Linked DNA regions of Mus musculus: regions 1, 2 and 4 are each linked to region 3. The links are chromatin contacts, called in public Hi-C, HiChIP or PLAC-seq and promoter capture Hi-C maps. All regions are on one chromosome and are shown on one strand. Each heading gives the region's core, a stretch centred on a gene start, on an enhancer-like site or on the middle of the called end of the contact. The rest is flanking DNA. Distances are from core to core; before and after follow the strand shown.

What was found. A called contact is a pair of places that touch in the nucleus more often than the background predicts. HiChIP or PLAC-seq counts read pairs in DNA pulled down with a chosen protein or histone mark. Capture Hi-C pulls out chosen DNA fragments and counts their contacts.
Region 1: a contact with region 3 is called in a promoter capture Hi-C map of adipose tissue, with 5 times the contacts expected there. The contact joins the promoter of 4932443L11Rik here to the promoter of Pnpla6 in region 3. A contact is called at or near these places in 4 of 39 promoter capture datasets (the HPC-7 cell line, hippocampal neurons, liver and 1 more), 2 of 484 Hi-C or Micro-C datasets (CD8 T cells and muscle stem cells), 1 of 115 datasets of contacts at active chromatin or transcription factors (astrocytes) and 2 of 9 other capture datasets (adipose tissue and macrophages).
Region 2: a contact with region 3 is called in an H3K4me3 HiChIP or PLAC-seq map of bone marrow-derived macrophages, with 5 times the contacts expected there. The contact joins the promoter of Ccl25 here to the promoter of Pnpla6 in region 3. A contact is called at or near these places in 3 of 39 promoter capture datasets (hippocampal neurons, liver and pre-B cells), 1 of 484 Hi-C or Micro-C datasets (CD8 T cells) and 3 of 115 datasets of contacts at active chromatin or transcription factors (bone marrow-derived macrophages, embryonic stem cells and pro-B cells).
Region 4: a Hi-C map of LSK cells shows a contact between it and region 3, with 6 times the contacts expected there. The contact joins the promoter of Ctxn1 here to the promoter of Pnpla6 in region 3. A contact is called at or near these places in 17 of 39 promoter capture datasets (the 3T3-L1 cell line, the C10 cell line, the HPC-7 cell line and 9 more), 1 of 15 datasets of contacts at CTCF or cohesin (large pre-B cells), 10 of 484 Hi-C or Micro-C datasets (B cells, CD4 T cells, LSK cells and 5 more), 17 of 115 datasets of contacts at active chromatin or transcription factors (astrocytes, bone marrow-derived macrophages, effector CD8 T cells and 8 more) and 4 of 9 other capture datasets (adipose tissue, embryonic stem cells, liver and 1 more).

The regions. Positions count from the first base shown.
Region 1 is chr8:4,180,596-4,185,612 of GRCm38.p6, reverse strand. 4932443L11Rik (a long non-coding RNA gene) reads left to right here and starts at 3,516. Exons shown (of 5, transcript XR_003947498.1): 1 at 3,516-3,841. It overlaps Evi5l (ecotropic viral integration site 5 like), which reads right to left. Exons shown (of 20, transcript NM_001346730.2): 2 at 1,943-2,125. The coding sequence starts at 2,079.
Region 2 is chr8:4,346,692-4,351,727 of GRCm38.p6, reverse strand. It overlaps Ccl25 (chemokine (C-C motif) ligand 25), which reads right to left and starts at 2,140. Exons shown (of 6, transcript NM_009138.3): 1 at 2,073-2,140; 2 at 1,834-1,956. The coding sequence starts at 1,906.
Region 3 is chr8:3,513,202-3,517,842 of GRCm38.p6, reverse strand. Pnpla6 (patatin-like phospholipase domain containing 6) reads right to left here and starts at 2,432. Exons shown (of 35, transcript NM_001122818.3): 1 at 2,287-2,432; 2 at 1,275-1,333; 3 at 1,094-1,162; 4 at 679-766; 5 at 436-518; 6 at 188-285. The coding sequence starts at 1,298. Mcoln1 (mucolipin 1) reads right to left here. Exons shown (of 14, transcript NM_053177.1): 13 at 2,930-3,060; 14 at 2,611-2,829. The coding sequence ends at 2,793.
Region 4 is chr8:4,256,711-4,261,690 of GRCm38.p6, reverse strand. Ctxn1 (cortexin 1) reads left to right here and starts at 2,417. Exons shown (of 2, transcript NM_183315.2): 1 at 2,417-2,640; 2 at 3,044-4,045. The coding sequence starts at 3,062. The coding sequence ends at 3,310. Timm44 (translocase of inner mitochondrial membrane 44) reads left to right here. Exons shown (of 13, transcript NM_011592.2): 12 at 1,069-1,179; 13 at 1,436-1,960. The coding sequence ends at 1,555.

The sequences.
Region 1 (5,017 bases), core at 2,267-4,766, 670 kb before region 3:
GTGAGTCTTGCGGATCTGCCTGCCCCTACCTCTCTGTTGCTGGAATTACTTGACTTGTGTTTTATGTTGTTATTGTTTTTTGGAGGGGGTTTGTTTGTTTTTTTTTTTTTTAAAGATTTATTTATTGATTATATGTAAGTACACTGTAGCTGTCTTCAGACACTCCAGAAGAGAGCATCAGATTTCATTAGGGATGGTTGTGAGCCACCATGTGGTTGCTGGGATTTGAACTCTGGACCTTCGGAAGAGCAGTCGGGTGCTCTTACCCACTGAGCCATCTCACCAGCCCTTGTTTTTGTTTTAGACAGCATCTCACTATGTAGCCCTGGCTGTCCTGGAACTCACTCTGTAGACCAGGCTAGCTTCAAACTCAGAGATCTGCCTGCCTCTGCTTCCTAAGAGCTGAGATTAAAGACATATACCACCGTTGCCTGGCATTTATATTTTTGAATATTTTATTTTGTTTGTATTCTAATTGTTTTGTCTGTATTAATGTCTGAGTACCAGTATGTGCCTGGTGCCCCAAAGACAGAACAGGGCATCAAATCCGCTGGCACTGGAGTTACGAATGGCCATGAGACACCGTGTGAGTACTGGGAGTGTGTGAGTACTGGGAGTTGAATCCAGGTCTTCTGGAAGAGCAATTAGCTTTTAACCACTAAGACATCTTTCCAGCATCCTTCCCTTTAATTGTTTTTTGAAATGGGGATTGAATTTAGGGACCGGAACATTCTTGGTGAGTGTTCTACCACTGATAACTTTATTCTAAAACAGGATCTTGCTACAAAGCTCAGGCTGGCCTCACCCTCTTTATCCTCCTGCTGTAGCCTTCTACATGCTGAGATGCTTTCAGATACTTTTGACAGCTTTATATACTCTGGAGAGATGGAGGGCCTGGGATGGCTCTTCCTAGGGCTAGGCAGTTATTAAAGATAGGAATGGGCTGTCTGCCTGTGAGTGAACTTTCCCATATACAAATAAACCAATCCAGAGCCCACACCCTGACCACTTCCTCCATCAAGCTTTTGCTTGATGCTCACTATCCATCTGCTCATATCACCTCAGGGCTGAGTACCCAGCATCTGGGGCCAGACTGAAATGCTTCAAGTCAGTGACTTGAATGCTTGCTTGCCCTGTTTCATCCACTGCTGCCCATGGGAACCAATATAAAGGTTCTTGCCAGTGTTTTTCCCCCAGGCTCTTGTCTGCCTCTTGACTGACAGGTCTGCCTCTTCTCCTTTTGGGAATGGTAAGTAATTCCTTTTTTCTTAGTGGCCAGTGTCTCCCGATCTGTTGGATTAGTAGAGCCCCTGCCTCGAATACCTCATTGAGGGGCTGAGAGCATGACTCTGTGGTATAGCATTCCCTAGAATCCCACAGTGAGGGGCTGGAAGTGCGGTTAGGCAGTAGAGGTTCTGCCTAGAATTCCCAGTAAGGAGATTCTACAGGTAGAAAACTCAAAGACCTCCCCAACCCCAAAATCCAACACCTATAAGATAGGGGCAGGTGGGCGCTTTAACATCTTCCTTCAAAAAATGGCCTTGTAAAGGAAAGCTAGATTTATCTGACCTTTTGAAATGAAGATTTCCTCTTCTGAATGAAGAAATCAATTTATCCAGCCCACATGGGGAGGATCAAAGAGAAACCATTCTTTTTTTTTTTTGTTTTTTTTTGTTTTTTTTTTTTTGGTTTTTCGAGACAGGATTTCTCTGTATAGCCCTGGCTGTCCTGGAACTCACTATGTAGACCAGGCTGGCCTGGAACACAGAAATCCACCTGCTTCTGCCTCCTAAGTGCTGGGATAAAAGGCATGCGCCACCACTGCCCGGCGAGAAACCATTCTTTAAACATCTTGTGGTAGCTGTTATTCTGTGTAGCCCAGGTCTAGCTTTGAGTGTGAATGGTCCCAGGAAGCCAGGAATCAGCTCCCTCCCCCACTCACCGGTTCTGCTCCTCGAGCTTGGCCAGTAGTTCTAGCTCATCTGGGCTGAGATTCTCGGAGTCAGAGGTTGGGGAGCAGGTGGGTGCTGACAGGGCCTCTTGAGATGAGGAGTCCGGGCTCAGAGTGGGGCTTGCCATGGTGGGCAGGCTCATCAGCCAGGGGGATGCCAGGTTACAGCTCTGTCTAGGGAGATACATATCGTTAGCACTAGGTAGATGTCTACCTTGACCTGTCAGCTCTGAGCCAGCAAAGTCTGTCTGCTTACCCTGAGAATACTCCATCATTGCAGACTTTCCATTCCTGGTCCACCCCTACTTGTACTATAGATTCTATGTGCTACAACCAACAACCAAGGCTCAAATCCAGCAGCAAGGCCTGTGCCAGAGGTTTCCTGTCACTGGAGGGCCTAAGGATCTAATGTGAAACTTCAGGGGGGCACAGAAACCCCTGTTCTGGTCACCTCTTTTGGACAGTGTTCTGTCCTCTGCTGTGGCTTGCCCTGGGTGCCTCATGGTAGCATTTGACTTGCCCTGTCTCAAGAACAGTATGTTACTGGCACAGACCAAGCAGTTATTCTCTATTGTTGTCTGGTGCTGTCAAAGGCTGGAGCAGTAATGTCTCCTTGGCCTGGAAAGCCAAGGCCACATCAAAGTGCCAGGAATTGGTACCCTAGGGAATGCATGGGGGTGGGGGTGGGCTGAGGTTCAGAGGGGGCATCCTGGTTCCAATATTCACATGCCAAGCCTTCTTTACTACTTTTCCTGGGGCCATCTGCCTAGCCTTCTGGGGACTTTTGAAGACACTGACCGCTTGATTTTTGCCTGTCCGGTGACAAAAACAAAGGCTGAAGGCTGGGAGATGGCTCGGTCTGTAAAGGATTTGCCATATAAGCATGAGGACCCAAGTTCAATCTCGAAAACTCATGTGAAAATGCTGGTGTGGTAGTGTGTGCTTTATCTCAATGCTGGGGAGGTAAAGACAGAAGGGTCCTTGAGTGTACTAACCAATCAGCCTAGCTAAACTGGTAAATTTCAGACCATTGAGAGGCCCTGTCTTAAATAGACAACAACAATAATACCCGCAACAACAATAACATAAAAAAACCCAAAACAACTAAAAACCAAGGGGATAACCTCAGCTATGGCTCAGTGGTTAAGAGCACTTAGTGCTCCTTTCCAAGTTTGGTTTCCAGCATCCCCATTAGGTGGCTCACAACAGCCTGTGACTTCAGATCCAGGGGATTAGACTCCTCTTTAAGGAAATCACATGCCGTACATTCAGACAGACACACCTAAAATAAAGATATAAGACATATACAAAGCAAAGTGAACAGCAACTAAGAACAGCAGCTGTGGCTATCCTCCCATCTCCACAAGAGCACTTACTCACATATGTGCAACTCTGCACACATACAGAAATAAAGCAAACCAAAAGGTGTGTGTTAGCCGGGCGTGGTGGCGCACGCCTTTAATCCCAGCACTCACGAGGCAGAGGCAGGTGGACTTCTGAGTTCGAGGCCAGCCTGGTATACAAAGTGAGTTCCAGGACAGCCAGTGCTATACAGAGAAACCCTGTCTCGAAAAACCAAGGTGGGGGTTGTGTGGGGGAAAAAAAGGTGTGTGTTGATGTAGAATGATGTATTTAAAGCCTGGCTCTCTGCCAATGAGTTGTGTGAATTTTAGGGTAGTCACTGAACTTCTCTGGTCTCTAGAGACTAGGGTCCTTCAAAGGGAAGGTTGTGAACCAAGCATATTACATATAGCATATGACATGTTTGTCCACCAATGTAGGCCATTATGATCTATCCTGGGGCTAGAGCTGTAGGTCTTGCTGAGAGTTGAGGTTCCTGGGGTCTGTTGAGGCATGTAGAGGATTGGAGGTGGAGTTGGCATTTTCCTGGTAGGGAACATTTCTAGGATCATAAAATGCTTTGGAATGGGCTGAAAAAAATGGCTTAGTGGATAAAACACATGCCAATGAAGGCATGAGCTTGGATTCTGACGGTCTACCTAAGCTGGACATAGTAGCACACACACTTTGTAATCTCACCCCTCCTTCAGTGAGATGGGAGATAGACACAGGAGAATCCCTAGAAACTTGTAGGCCAATTAGCTTGGTGTACAGAGTGGCTACCAACAGCAGACACTGACACCCAAGGTTATTCTTAAGACTTCCATATGCACAGCATGGTACACACATACTTGTACTCACACACATGAACATGCCCATACCCACAGAAACACACATTAAAATAGAAAAAGGAAAGGCTCTGGGGGGGAAGGTGGAGCCTGGGGAGCATGTTCCTTTTGTCTAGCTATAGTTCCTCTTGGTGAACCTAGGCCATATGCAGGGGTTGAGAACCTCAGGCTGTAGAGGCAGAAAGAAATCTCTGCTCCTGATTTCTGATTACATAGCATGGTACCTTCACACTTGCCCACCTCCTTCTGTGCTCTATTCCAGAAGTCTGTTCCTTGTGCCTGAACCCAACTTGACCCAGTTCTGACTCATGGCCACAGAAAGGGCCTCACATGGTCCCTGCAAAGGGAACATCTGATTCCTTAGGTAGTGGGGAACAGACACAATGTGAGAGAACACTGTTTACCTGTCTGCAGTAAGCACCTTTTTATAGTGTCCAATCAATTCCAGGATTCCCAGGTAAGCTGGATTTCACCTTAGTCCTGAGCTTAGTTCTGGGCCTCTCTCCACTGATGCCTTATTGCAGGTGGATCTTGGGGCTTCACAGCTCTCATTTCAGCTTTTGAGAATCTCAGAATCCTTGCTCCTCAGGAACCTCTATCCCTTTAGGACAAGGACAGCTCTGAGGGCTTCCCCAACTCTATTTGGGAGCAGAAAACTCTGGATTTTGGTTTTCGTGTGTGTGTGTGTGTGTGTGTGTGTGTGTGTGTGTGTGTTTACTTGCAATGTGGAGTCCTGAGGTTGAATTAGCCTTGTCAGGAATCATTCTTGACCACCCTTCCACCTTATTCATTGAAGTGGGGTCTGTCAAGCAAAACCCAGAGCTTGTGAGCTAGAAGTACAGGCAGACTGCCACCACCTGATATTTATGTGGGTTCT
Region 2 (5,036 bases), core at 891-3,390, 830 kb before region 3:
TCAGAAGGCAGAGGCAGGCAGATCTCTGAGTTCAAGGCTAGCCTGGTCTACAGAGTGTGTTCCAGCATAGCCAAGGCTATACAGGAAAACCCTGTCAAAATTTTTTTTAATTAAAAAAATTTAAAGGCCACATGTGTGGCACATGCCTTTCATTTCAGCACTCAGGAGGATCTCTAAGCATTTGAGACTAGCCTGGTCTACATAGTGAGTTCCTGGACAGTGAGTTACACATAGTGAGAAAGCTCTTGCCACCAAGCCTGATAACCTGAGTTTGACCCCATGGATCCACAGAGTGAAAGGAAAGACTTTGCAAATTATCTCCACATGGGCACTGTGCATACTGATCCACACACACGCGCACACAATAAATAAATAAATGTAAGTTGGATAAAAATATAAACAGGTTATTCAACTTTCCTGACCATCTCAGCTCCAGGTATGAGTCAGCTTGTCCCCATGTTGAATTAACTTAAATCCCTTTTCCTCTCTATACTCATCTCAGTGGCTGCTAAACTGACCTAGCCATTCTTTGCCGATTCCCCTGTTAGTCTAACAAGAGCTTAAAGATTTCTTCTTGGTACCAAAGAGCCATACAACACAGACATGAATTAGACCTAATGCTCAGGAGTATCTCAACCTGGTAGGGAAGCCAAAAATGTTATCTACATGAAAGAAGGTGCACTGGAGCTGGAGGAGGTGCCCAAGGAGGAGGAGATGATCCTAGAAAGTTCTGAGGAGAGAAGCAAATGAATAAAGAAAGTTGGCAAGACAGTGGGTTCCTCGATCTGAGGACAAGTAGAGCCTAGTAGAGGTTCAGGGACAGAGTTCATCCTCCTTGCCATTGCTCCACCTTGGCTCTTGAGGACAAGGGGCAGTGGTGTCAGATAAGAAATGGGACTTCAGGGATCCCTGACAGGTGTTTTCCAACACTGGGGGCCATTTTTCTCCCAGGATCAAAGGGCAGAGGTTGGGAGTGGCCCAGATAGCAGAATGGGAAAAAAAAAAAAGCCAAGCTTGGCTTTCTATGGGTACGGTGGAAGCTTGAAGGTGCACGACCTGTCTGTAGAAGAGCAGGCAAGGCAAAAGCAGGGATCCTGGTCCTCAACCTGGCCTGGGATTTTGCCTTGACACCTGCTGGGACTTCACAGTTTTTTCTGAGATGAAGCACCCAGTGACAGGACTCTTGGGGGATGCTTCATGCCCCTGAGAACTGGCCTTGGGTAACTGAATCCTCCAGTACCTGCTTTCCAGGAGGCCAAGAAAGAAGACAAAGATGGTTCCCTGACCACAGGGCTGGGAATCCTGTTGCAGCTGAGAGTATTTTGCAGTTCATTGGATCCTTAAATTTTCATTCCTGCTTAGCAGATGGGGACACTGAGTCCCACACAGAATAATCTTAGCCCCTTGCCTAGATTACACAGGGAGGAAAGGCAGGGAATGCAGTCTGGAGAGTCTTCAGGGTTCTGAGCTTAACTTCACATCCCCTAACTAGGCAGAAGAAGGGCATCAAAATGCATTTCTGGCTAAGTGAATTTCTCCTCAATTGGAATCCACCCTCAGGTTCCTGCAGCCCCTAAACCTCTTGAGTCTTGCAAAGGAAGCACTTCAGAATGAAAGTGAGGGATCTGGGAGTAAGTAGCTGGGGACACTTCATCTCTACCCATCTACCTCCAGTAGTACCAGGAATTCTTGTTATGCCCAACCTCCCAAGAGACACTGAAGAGTTCAAAGGATACAGAATACAGGGAGACTTCAACAAGTGGAGAAGGACAAGTGAGAAGAGAAAGCAATATGCCCAAACCGGGGCAAGGTAGGTATAGCTAAGGACAATACCTTGGGCATGGACAACCGGCATCCAGGCCCCAACAAAACAGGCAACCAGGCAGGCAAAAAGCCACAGTTTCATAGTGAAGGTTAGATCTCCTCTCCAGATACCTGAAGGTTTAAGGGGGCCACCTATAAAAGTGGAAGGAAAGACATCAGTATCTCAAGCCACCCCTGGAACTCTCTGAAAGAGAGGCAGATGGCAAAGGACTTGCTCTAGCCTCTGCTGTAGTCAGAAAAAGACTCACCAATGCCTTTCTGGTCCTGAGAGCTGGTGCCTGCTTGTAGCGTGTATTGCCTATGGGATCAGTGAACTGGCTTCATTCTTTATAGTCAGAGCCCCACCCTGCAGTGACCTGCCCCCTCTCTTCTCTCCCTCCCTCCTCCTGCTCCTCCTCTCTACCAGCTCTGTGAGACTTGGGACTTCTCTCTCCTTCAGATAGACCAAGTCCTATTTTACATCTGTCTCTGCAGGTTACCTGCCCCATGAACCTTGAGGCACTTTATGCAGCCAGGCCTCTCAATCAGTATCCCCTCCCAATACCTTATTATGTGAGGTCCAATACTGTCCGCAGCCCTCTCCCTTACAAGCTTTTTATTCCATCTCCTCACGGATCTTTTTATAGTTAGCTGCGTTTAAAAGTTTTATTATTTCTAATTTTTATTATTATTTTGTACATGAGAACAGGGCACACATAAATCATGGCGTATCTGTGGGGTCAGAGGACAACAATCTATTCTTTCCTTCCACCTTGTGGGTCTTGGGGATGAAACAAAGGTCATCTGATTTGGTGGCAGGTGCCTTTACTCACTGAGCCACGGAGCCATCTTGCCTTTTCTTGCTCTCTTGCTCTGTCCTGGCCTTAACACGTTTTCCTGAAATTTCATAATTTCTTTCTTTTTCTTTTCCTGTTTGTTTGTTTGTTTGTTTTTGTTGTTTGTTTTTTTTGAGACAGACTTTCTTTGCGTAACAGAGCCCTGGCTGTCCTGGACTCACTTTGTAGACCAGGTTTGTCTTGAACTCACAGAGATCCGACTGCCTCTGCCTCTGCCTCCCAAGTGCTGGACCATAATGTTATTTTTTAGTTGCTGAATAAAATTCCAGTTGCTGGCCCACTTTTAAAATTGTATTTATTTGGGAGGCTGGGGACATGAGAACCATGGTGATCTGGGGGCAACTTTGCAGAGTCAGTGGAGCTTGGAATCAAAGTAAGGTCATCAAGTTTTGCAGCAAACTCCTTCAGCCAGCTCCCGGTCTGGAAAGGTACACTTTCAGTGGGGCAGTGAGTGATACGGAATGAAAGCCATTCTAACAAAACTGTTTGTAACCACAACACTGGAAAGAAAGTAATGTTCTGGTTTGGAATGTGAAGCCAGGATCCAGGTGACAGCGTCTGTTGTCTGCAGGAAGCAAAACAAGATTCATTTTGAAAGCATTTCTTCTTTCCTTTGGTTAACTTGACCCTCTGGGGGATAGGGGCAAAGTGTTTAGGAAGATGGGGCGGGGCTGGACGGGGCGGGGAGGAGGAACGGGGAGGCCTGCCACAAGAACTCACAACTAACCGCTTTTAACTTTTCATCACTCGCATCCGCAGCTAGCGACACGTCCTTTCTCTGGGTATTCCTCACACTCCGAACCTCCTGTTGTATTTAATTCTACTTAGTCGGGGTCTTTTGCCCTCTCCCACCCCCTACCCCACTCCGCGGGGCAGTGGAGGGTGCTGGCCGGCTGCAGGTGAGTGAAGCTTAAGGCCCCCCAGGATGATTAGAGCTTAGAGTTCCACACACCAGAGCAAGTCATAAAGCTTTGGTCTGTGTTTGGAGAATAGCACCAGGGGGCGAGTTTTGAGGAATGGCACCTGAGGATGAATCTTGATGGTGTAGATTTGAGTAGTTTTGGTGGGTAGAACTTTACAGCCAGTTTTCAAATGAGGAAGATATAAACAGAAGAGCTTATGAAACCAGGGGGTGCTTTCTGGGTGGGGCTTACTCCGAGGGTGTGGCGTGCAATCCAGCCACTGCAGCAGATGGAGTCTTCTTGTAGAGGGGATGCAAGCCCTCACCCCTACCCTTCAGATCCATGAGCTTCTCAGGTTCCTCGGCTTCTGGATCTGGGTGGGTGAGGCTGGGTTAGGACGCTGCTCAGCGTGGCTACAGGCTTGGAGACGCAGCGTGGCAAACCAGAACCTACTGAAGCCAAGTGTCAGGGGGAGTTACTAGGAATGTGTGCCCATTTTCCCCAGCTTGGGGGTCAGGGCTTGACCCACTAGCACCCTTCATAGGGAAGAGGAGAGGAAGTCTAAGCGAGTAGCTTGTCTGCTCAAGATGTAGACAGGACTGCGAGTAGGAGACAGGATGTTCAAAGGTCCCAAGGATGTGAATTAAAGACAAAGTGCTAGGCTGGGAACGTGGCCTAGGATGTATGAAACTTAAGGTTCTAACATTACTTCCACATAAAACCGGTGACACAGATCCGTAATCCTAGCATTTGGAGAGTCAGATGAAAATAAATATCACACACACACACACACACACACACACACACACACACAGAGAGAGAGAGAGAGAGAGAGAGAGAGAGAGAGAGAGAGAGAGAGAGAGAGAGAGAGAGAGAGAGCAAGCGAGCATGGATAGCTTAAACATCCAAATTCAAGGTCTGCCTGGACTGCAGTGAGTTCAGTGAGTTTAAGAGCAACTTAGTGGCCTGGAGAGATGGCTCAGCGGTTAAGACCACTGACTGCTCTTCCAGAAGTCCTGAGTTCAAATCACAGCAACCACACGGTGGCTCACAACCATCTGGAATGGAATCCGATGCCCTCTTCTGGTGTGTCTGAAGACAGCTACAGTGTACTTGTATAAATGAAATAAATCTTTCTTAAAAAAAAAAAAGTGTTCCTGTCATAAATAAGTTCATTCCTGCTTAATAAAAAAAATCAAGACACTTATTTGTTTAAAAAAAAGGATCTGCCTTAAAATATCAAGTAAAAACGAGGGCTGTGGTAGAGTGTTTGCCTAATATATACCCCAATACCGACTGGGGAGCCCTCTGAAATGCTACAAGTCCAGCCCTGGAAAGGCCAAGATCAAAAGTCTTAGTTGTATAGTGAGATCCCCCTCTCAACAGCAAGAACAACAGAAATATTGTCCATGAAATCAGCAGTCCTGCCATGGCAGAGGGCTGTAGAGCAGAGACCTGGAGGTCATCAGCAAAG
Region 3 (4,641 bases), core at 1,183-3,682:
ACACCGGAAGTGTCATGTCTGAGATGGCAGAACCCTGAGATAGCCCCTGCCAACTGAGGGCCTTGAGATGTCCCTCTACTATGGGAATATTTCCCAGACAATCAGTATGTTTCAAGAACTTAGAAATGCAAAAACTCCGGTGTGAGCTGACCCGTCTCATACCCAATACACTCAGAGTCTGCCTTACTTCTTGGCAATGTTAAGCATCTTCAGTTTCTTCTTCATGCGGGGCCGGGAAGTGGTGGAGACTGATGTGTCCACCAGGGAAGAAGTGGACTGTGACACCTGGGAGAATTTAGAATATTGAGTCAATTGGAGGGAGAGGAAGGAGAGCTCTAAGGAGATCTAAGAAGGCAGAGAGGGTCACTAACGTGTAAATAGGAAAGGGCTGGGCTGCTGTGGTCAGCCAGACCAGCAGTAGGTCTTGGAACTCACCTTCCGCATAATCTTCCGGCCATAGAAAAGCACTTTGTCCCGCTTCCGGAACCGATACCGGGGACCCTCCGGGGCTGGAGTTTCTGGGGATTGGGGACGGGGAAGGGGGTGGAGGGAAGATGGTGCTTTGAGCTCCACGCAGGCTTCAACAAATCCCCACCCCAGCCGCTTGGTTTCTCCAGGTTTTGCAGCTTCCCCTCCATCCCTATAGTATTCCCTCAAAGGTTCCCCCCGAATCCTCACTCTGCACCCGCAGCCTTCGCACCACCAAGAGGATGAGCACGGCGGTGACCAGCACCGCCACTCCGGCCCCGATCATCACGCCCAGCACCTGCGGAACGAACGGCACAGGCTGGGCAACGCATATCCGTCTCCCCAAGCCCTCCTCCAGGGTCTTTTGAATCACCTCTGCCCCGGAGGAGGTTGTATTCAGTTCGTGACTCGGTGTCCCCATCTGCAGAATGGGTCAATGCGGTTTCCTTCCCATCCCCCTACGTGGGGGGAGCAACTAAGCCTTCCGAGAGACTAGGTCTCCCGCTATGCATGCCGGGAAACGTAGTTTCACCTGCACATGCCTGGTTCTCGGAGAGAGAATCGCGTGGTGCACGGCAAGACCGCCGGGAGTTGTAGTCCGGTACAAAAATTCCCCAACTCTTACCATTCCGGTTTGCAGTGGGGCCTCCATCGATTGTTTCGGACTAGGTAGCAGGTCTTGTAGCCTGCAGTCCTGGAAATCGAGGAGCAAAAGGGACCAGAACAAGATGTCAATCAAGCCTACCCAGCAGCGCCTACAGGCTCCTTACCCCTAGCTCGTCTCACAAGCCACGCCCCCTAGATACCTTTGGCTGGAGTGACTCCTCCATTCGCCGGGGTTGGGGTGAGAGCGTCTAGAGGGGTACTGCTAGACAGAAGGATAGGGGCAAGTTGATTTCCCCGCCCAGATCAAGGGATGAGACCAGCCCCCAGCTCTTTGTCCTACTTCACTTATGCATAAGGCGGACCAGACTCCGTAACGTTTTCATCTGCACCCTGTGGCCAAAAGGGTAGCCGTCCTGGCACCCACAGTCAGCAGCTCGCTGGCAGGTGCCCTTAAGCCATGATCTCTTCTGGCAGTGGTTCCTTCCTTAGCCTGGCCTTCCGTATGTCTGACTACTCTTGATTAACCAACCCTTAGGCGAGACCCCTTCCTACACCCTGTAAAGACGCGATGTCTCACTCCAGAAGAAACCAGGACCTGTAAGCCAGGAGGCTGAGGGACAATTGGACTTTGGGCTCCTGACCCAAGCCTGGGCCCATCAAGGAAGCTGGGGCGTGCACTGGAAGCACTGCTGTGCAATCTATTGAAAAGGGGGCTCTAGGGCCATCGGAGTAAGATGAGCTCCCAAAGTGTTATAGGCTCGGGCTTGGAGATTTAACTGTCACGTAAAAGGAAAGTTACCGGGTCTCGCGGTGCGGAGCATCCCTGGGATTAGTGAAATGATGCAGGATGTGTAACCAGGGACGCCGGAATTGGGGGAGGGTAGGAGGAACGACGCACTGGAAAGTTACTGAGATCCGGAGATACACATAACTACTTAGGAGTCTAGGAGCTTCCAGGAAGATACCGGGGAAGGTAGGAACGCTACCGGGACTCTCCTGGGACGCTGGAGATCTTTCTGATGCCTTTAGACTATTATTAATGGGAATTTAGAAGGATCGCAGGGCCCTGAGATGTTACCTGGAAAATTGTTAGATTGACTACTTCCATTCCGTACTCCAGGTCGCATCTGACTACCGATGCGGAAACACCGGGACAAGGAACTTAGGAATGGGGGTGGGGTGGTATTGGAGCATCAAAAAGTCGGGACCTACCCGGAATCAGGACAAATCGATCCGGGGCAAAGCTGAAGCTCTCTAACAGTCCTCGAAGGGACACCTTTGCTCGGTCGATGGAAACTCGTACCATTCAGGAGCTGCAACCAGGTCCACCCAGCTTCGGCCAACACCCCTAGTTTTCTGCCCGCTGCCTCAGACGCGGCACCTTTAAATTATTCCGCTGCAGGACACGCCCCATCCCCGCCTCCCGCCATGCTTGGAAGGTCGCACTGCGCCAGCCATGCCTAGTGTGGCGGCCTCTTAAAGGAGCTGACGATTTATGAAAGGGCTGCCTCACCTGTTACAAATTAGACCACCGCATTTACATTCCCTTTTATTTAACAGCCGCCCTACATGCCCTCCCTTTCCCCTGTGTCCGATTCGATCAGCCCAAGCCCTCACAAGGCCTGTCAGACGCAGATCTTTTAAAGCAAATTCTAAAAATAAATAAGCTGGGGTCCCAGCAGTACATGGGGATAAAGTCTAGTGGCAATCATCTTGGATCAGTTCACCAGCAGCGAATGGTCCTCCGGGGAGTCCCTGGAAGAGAGAAATGGAAAAAAGAGGCACCCAGTCTCTCTGGCACACACTTCTTCCCCCAGCCTCTAATCAATCCACAACCCAGATCTGGGGCTCCAACCTTCCACAGCAGCAGAAAAGGCTACAAGCTGAGCCACTGCCACGACGGAACTTGCCAGATGTGGGGCTATCCTGGCACTGCTCGATGTAGGCCTGGAGCTCACTCTTCTCTGTGCCAGTACCTCCTGGGTGCTGGAAAGAGACGATTCCCCGAACTCAGCATGAAAGATGGTCCTGACCTCTAGTGCTCTTTAGGTCCGGCCAACTGGACATCCTGCTGTTGCTCTGATGTGACCACTCTGGGTCTCATTTCTGGACCTTTGCTTTGTGGCTTGCTTCACTGTAGAAATCTTCCCTATCCCCGGATGTGGCCGCAGGTCTCAGGCTCATTGGTTCAGTGCCTTCTGCTGCGGGCCAGAAGCCTAGACTGGTATTTAGTAACCCAGCATCTCAGCTGGAACAGTGTAAAAGAGTTAGTGGGCATAAGGCCTGAACTCCTGCATCCACGGGTCCTGCGTGATATCCAAGTGTTGCAGCGAGACTCAGTGTGGCTGCTTAGGGCCTGGGTGACAGTAATGTACCTGTGGTAGAGCTTCTATCCATGTGGGAAAGAGTGCACACATCCACTGCCAGTGCCTCAGAATGAGGCAGAGTCCCCGAACATTCTCCCTGTGACTTCCTGGCACCACTGCTATTTCTCCAGGTCCTTTCTGCCTCCCAGTCTTTGGATGTTCCTTTCTACAAGTATGCTCTTCCTCGGGCTCCCATCTCCTCAATCTAGAATTCTCAAGAGATGAAGGGAATGTCCCAAGCAGCCACCTAGCTGCACTGACTTTTGGATAGTTATGTATATTTGCCTTGTGTGTGTGTGCATGTGTATGTGTGTGGTGTCTTATAGGGTACAAAGAAGAAGTAGCATTCCTGCAGGCTGTAGTTTCCTAGATGAGAGCACAGAGGACTGTGGGGTAGCAGGGAGGCAGAATTTACCCAGCAAACATCTTGTAAGGAGTCTGGGGGGCTGGGTATCAAGGAGAATCAAGTGGTCATTGTCTATCTAGTGATAGTGAGGAATATGAATGGTCTGTGTATGGACAGCAAGTAGCAATAGGTATAGAGGAAACATGGAGGGTTGTACAGGGGGACCCTGTTGTCCCTGCTGTAGTTGGGTATTAGGGTGGTCTTGAAAAAGCCCCTAAGCTGAATGTGTGTCTCAGCTGGTAGAGTGACTGCATAGTATGCAGGAAGTCCTGATTGCTACCCCCAGGACCACATACAATGGAGGTGATAGTATGCATCTATCTATAAGCCCAGCTCTCAGGTGGTGGACACTGGGCAGACGTTCAAGCTCACTCTCAAAGGAAAGATCTTAACAGACATGTGAGAAGGTTCAGAGGGGAAATAAAAGTTTTGCCATCAAACCTGATGACTCCACATGGTGGACGAAGAGAGCTGATTTCCACAAGTCGTCTCTAATTTCCAAACACACTGTGCTGTGCACAACCTCCTCTCACCCCTAAATAAGTAAATGGTTTTTAATAAAAGATGGTATGAGAGAGGGAGGAAGCCAGTGAGATGGTGTGGCAGGTAAAGGCACTTGCTGCAAAGCTGGTAACTTGTGTTCAGATCTATGATCCATACAGTGAAGGAGGAGAACCAATTCCTGTGGTTTGTCCTCTGATACATGTAACATGCATGCACACGCACACACACACACACACACACACACAGAGGGGGGGCACATACACACACACACACACACACACAGAGAGAGAG
Region 4 (4,980 bases), core at 1,168-3,667, 740 kb before region 3:
TTTGTAAGGCACCGGCTTGAATTCCTAGGATGGTAACAAACAAAACTGTTGACCTGCCTCTCAAAGCTTTCCGTATTTCTGCGCTTGAAGTGTAAGTGATTTCCAGCCAAACAATGTGGCTTGAGTGATTGGTTGATGTTTGGTTGGTTTTGAGGAGAGGGCTGGTCTGTGTTTGTGTGCACATATTAGCACACATGCTATTCATACAAAAAATGAAAAATAAAAACAAAATTCTATGCGGTGAGCCAGGCATCGAGAGACACACCTAGAATTCAAGCACTCTGGAAGTTGAGGCAGGAAGATCCCATGAGTTTAAGGGTAATCTGAGCTAAATGACTTTATTGTAAAATACTCTTTGTTAGTGGGTGTGGTAGCTCATGCCTATAATCCCAGCATTTGAAGGCTGAGGCAGTGGGATTCAGGCCATTCATAACTATATTGTGAGTAAGGCCACCCTATGTTACCTGAGACCCTGTATCAAAATAAAAATAGGCTTTGCATTACCTATTAATTACAAAATGAAGCTAATTTTGCTTACCTGTACTTGGCTAGGATGCTTATTTCATTTGGTGTTTTAATGAGTTTTCCATGATACTTTCAAGCGTGTTTATCAGGACGCAGCTCATCCTGCATCCAGGATCCTGTGTTATTGGGCAGGTGCTGAGCCCTTGAGCTCCACTGGCAGTGGTGCCCCTGCCTCTGCAGCGTGGGCCCCTAACAGGCAGTTCAGCTTCCGTCACCAGAACTTCTTACCTCGTAGGAGCTGCAGGCAAAGTGGAGCCAACTTCCTGCCTTCCTTCACCCCTTGGTTTTATGAACCTGCATGGACCCAGTCTGGGAACAGAGAAATCCCACAGTTGAAGGCCTGGAGTTGCCCATGAGAAGGAGCTCATTGGAAAAAAATCACTCCTCTAAAGTCGGGGAGGGTGGTACCATACCTTTAGCACGGCAAAGTGTCAGACTATAGGACAAGTACAGAGTGCAACTTTGGGGCGTTTCATCTCCAGGGTTGTGAGCATTGGGTGGAGGTGTACAGTTCTGAGGCCTGTACTTGTGTGTTTCCTGCAGCTGGCCATGGGCAAGATGATGGAGCAGGGCCCAGTGCTGATCGTTACCTTTCAGGCCCAGGTGGTGATGGTGATCAAGAACTCCAAAGGCGAGGTGTATGATGGTGACCCGGTGAGTGGTAATCAAGGGAATGGAGGTTTGGGAGTGCTTCTCACATACAGGGCCCTGTGCATTGCACGCCTCCCCAGCACAGAGCCAGGCAGAAGCACCACAAGTACGAATTGAGAGCTTTTTGAAGTCAGAGCACCGTTTCATCTGACCACTGACCAGAGCCAGCAGCCCGGGAACCCCTTCCCTGTCCCCCTCAGTAGCCCTTCTTTCTGTACACCCACCAAGCCTGACCCCTCACCCTGCCCGGTCTTCACAGGACAAGGTGCAGCGAATGCTGTACGTGTGGGCACTCTGCAGAGACCAGGAGGAGCTCAACCCTTATGCTGCCTGGCGCCTTCTGGACATCTCAGCCTCCAGCACAGAGCAGATCCTCTGAGGGCAGCAATGGAGTCTAGGCAGCTCGAGGCTAGACCATCATGGGACAGACACACAGAGACACTTTGCCACATCTGATACAGCTGTGAACAAGCTTCTGCCCCAAGTTCTTCAGGGCAGCTGTGAAACCAGCTGGACAAGGGAAGAGCTTGGGGTGTCTAGCAGGATGGGGACTGTCTCCCAGTGCGTCCGTCACAGGGGTTGCTGGCAGTGTCAGAAGGCCCCAGCCCAGGACTCCTGTCGGGTGAGGCCTGGCCTGCTGTTCTAAGTAGTCCACTGGCATTGCCTTCCAAGCCACTTTAGGTCCTTTTGTTTTGTTTTGTTTTTGTTTTTAAATCAGTGCTCTTACTTCCTGTACATAAGCCTAAGATCTGGACCTAATAAAACACCAAAGCGCAGAAGAGCAGTTTGAACGGTTTGAAGTGTACCTCTCTGCTGGGAAGGCTGGGACTGAGGGCCTGTCAGAGACCTAGGTCAGTGAAGGATTGTAGCCAGAGAGAGTGCTGCTTTCTCGGGCCAACACCCTGCCCTTTTGTGGGAAGAATAAGCATCCCAGCTGTCTGGGGTCTCAGTTGAATTCGGGGTTCCCTAAGGCTTCGGGGCTTAACTAACAGAGACTGGGGTAAGGGGTTGCCCGGGAAGAATACGGATACAGACACCGAGGTTAGGAGAGGCTTCCGTGGGAGAGGCGTAAATGCCCATGTCCTGGCGAGGTCCTGGGTGCTCTAGGAGCTGGAAGCTGAGGCTGTCTGGGCTGGCACAGCGGTGGGAAGGTTCAGCCTTCCGATAGGCAGGCCGGGGCGGGGTCACAAGCCCAGGCACCGCTCCTAACACAGCCACCACCCCCTCGCAGCCCCGCCCTCGTCGCCATGGGAACAGCCGCGGCGGCTGGGCTGGCGCGCGGCTCTCCTTCCTCCCTCGGTCTCCACCGCTCCAGGGGCGGGTGGGGTGGGCTGAGCCGGGGCTGCCACAGCCTCCGCCGCTACCACTGCCACCCGGGAAGACCAGAGCAAAGCAGCGCACGAGTTCCGAGAAAGAGAGAGAGAGAGGGGCTGCAGGGCGGCCGGTCCCCGTCTAGGACCAAGGGTGAGGGGGGCGCGTTGTAGCCCGGGAGTCGGCTACGGTGGGGGAGGGGGGTCTTGGGCCTTGGAGAACAAAGGGAGCGGGGCGGGGACCAGTTCAAACAGTGCAGCTCTGGTCTCTGTCCCAGCGCGATCGCACCTGTTGTGCGCGGGCTGGGCAGATCTAAGCTGACCTGTCCCGGCTCTCAGCGACCCCACCTGCGCGCACCGCTGGAGTTGAGTCCCCGCGTGGCTGTGGCGGCGGAGCGCACAGGCGGGGCATGGGCGTAGCCCGGAGACGACAACACGGACAGAGATGATGCTGTGGGATACAGCAAAGGGGCTACTCCAGAAGGGGTGGATGGAGGTGCAGGAAGGGCATAGCCTCATCCCCGCGGACCCCGGGGTGGGTACCCCTCTCTCCTCAGAGCGCGGCGATGTGAGCTATGAGTTCGGCGTGGACACTATCACCGGAGCCGCTGCCGCCGTCGACGGGGCCCCCGGTGGGCGCGGGCCTGGACGTCGAGCAACGCACGGTGTTCGCCTTCGTGCTCTGCCTGCTCGTGGTGTTGGTTCTGTTGATGGTGCGCTGTGTGCGCATACTGCTAGACCCCTACAGCCGCATGCCCGCCTCGTCCTGGACCGACCACAAGGAGGCGCTCGAACGCGGGCAGTTCGACTATGCGTTGGTGTGATGGGGAACCAGTCGGGGCAGGTCCTTAGGGTCATCCCCGTGGAGGGGTGCCACCAGCCTGGACTGTGCTCAGGGTTATGCCTAGATGCCCTAGCTCGAAGTTGAGGGCGTTCGGAGAAGTCCAGTCCTTACCTACCTTAGCTACCCATCTTCCTTCCTGGCCAGGCCAGAACCCCACCTGGTGCCTTTATCTACCCTGTCCCCTTCTCTCTACATACTTATCCTCATTGCTGATCCCTCAACACTGAGTCCCTGGTGAGTGAAGGACCCCGCACCAACCTCAGCTTTCCCCAACTACCAGGCATGCTACATTCTTTCCTGGAAATGCGGACACCTCTTATCTCTTATTTCTTTGTTATGGTCATCCTCAATTTCAGTGCACTCCTTGAGTCCTGGCCCTGGCAGGCAGGCTTTCTTCGACTCACATTGGACGCTGCCTACCTATAATGCACGGTACAGTTTGCCTCAGAGACAGACCCAGAAACCCCACCATGGCTGCTGCTTGTGTTGATAATATCTGGCACTTTATGTGCGGGAGTACAAGCAGGCTCATCCCCTTCCCAGACTCGGCCCCAGCACAGGTTAGAGTGCCTTTCCTTTGTCCCACCTCTCCCATGTCCCCCTTGTCCCCATGCCCTTCCCTTGCCTTTCACACCTCCCCGCCTCTGAACCGTGGCAATTATAATAAAAGCTATTATTGAGTGCTTACTGCATGTGAAGCAGATTGCTGAGTTAACCAGTCCTGTTCTTAGCCTGTTTGCTTCTGAGGGTTTGTGACAAACAGCCAACAAGCCAAGCTCCTGTTAGGATCCCCCATTCTACAAGCCAGGGGACGACTGGAAGTCCAAGCCGCTAAAATAACTTGCCCCCAAGCCATTGATCTGGAATCAAAACCCACATCTGCTCTTGCCTTTGACTGCTGCCTAATCCTGCAAACACCCAATTTCATACACAACCCTTCAGTAGCTTTGGAGGTGGGGGGCTAGTAACCACCTCCAGCCCCTCCCCCATGGTATAGTTGAGACAACCCCACACGGGGGGGGGGGGGACTATGGGGAGTTAGCCTAGAGGTTATTTTCTAAAACCATACCTATAACCCCCAAACTCCTGAGCCTGGTCCCTCTTGTCCCCATCCAGTGTGTCTTAGAAGCTGTGGGTTTGGCTTTGTGAGGCTGTGACTAGGGAGTGGGCTGGCTTGGCTCCACAATCTGCCTGGGAGATGTGTTGAGATCCTCAGGGAGCCGTGTGCAACGTGTGTGGGGAGAATTGAGCTTTTCTATAAAAGGAAAGCCATGCGAAGGCACAGCTCAGAGAACAGAAATTTTACTCTCAACTTGTTAGGCTTGGGGGAGGGTGCTATGGTGGGAGGGCATCTGTTTCCCCAAAGAGACCTAGCTCCCCGGGCCTGTGCAGTACTCCATACCCACAGAGCAGGTGGAGCTTCTGTGGAAAGAACTACAGCATAAAGGGGTAAGTGGTCTTGGGGTTCAACCATAACCGCAGCCACTCCCTGCAGCTCTGTAGTCCACACTATCCTAAAGCTCCTCCAGGTCTGCCTCCCTCATCCCTGTATTTCTCGGGGTGGTTAAGGTTCCAGCCCCAGTTTCAAGAGACACTCCCTTCTTCCTCCAGCCCTCTCTCTGCTAGTCCCCCTGGCAGTCCTCTCCATGG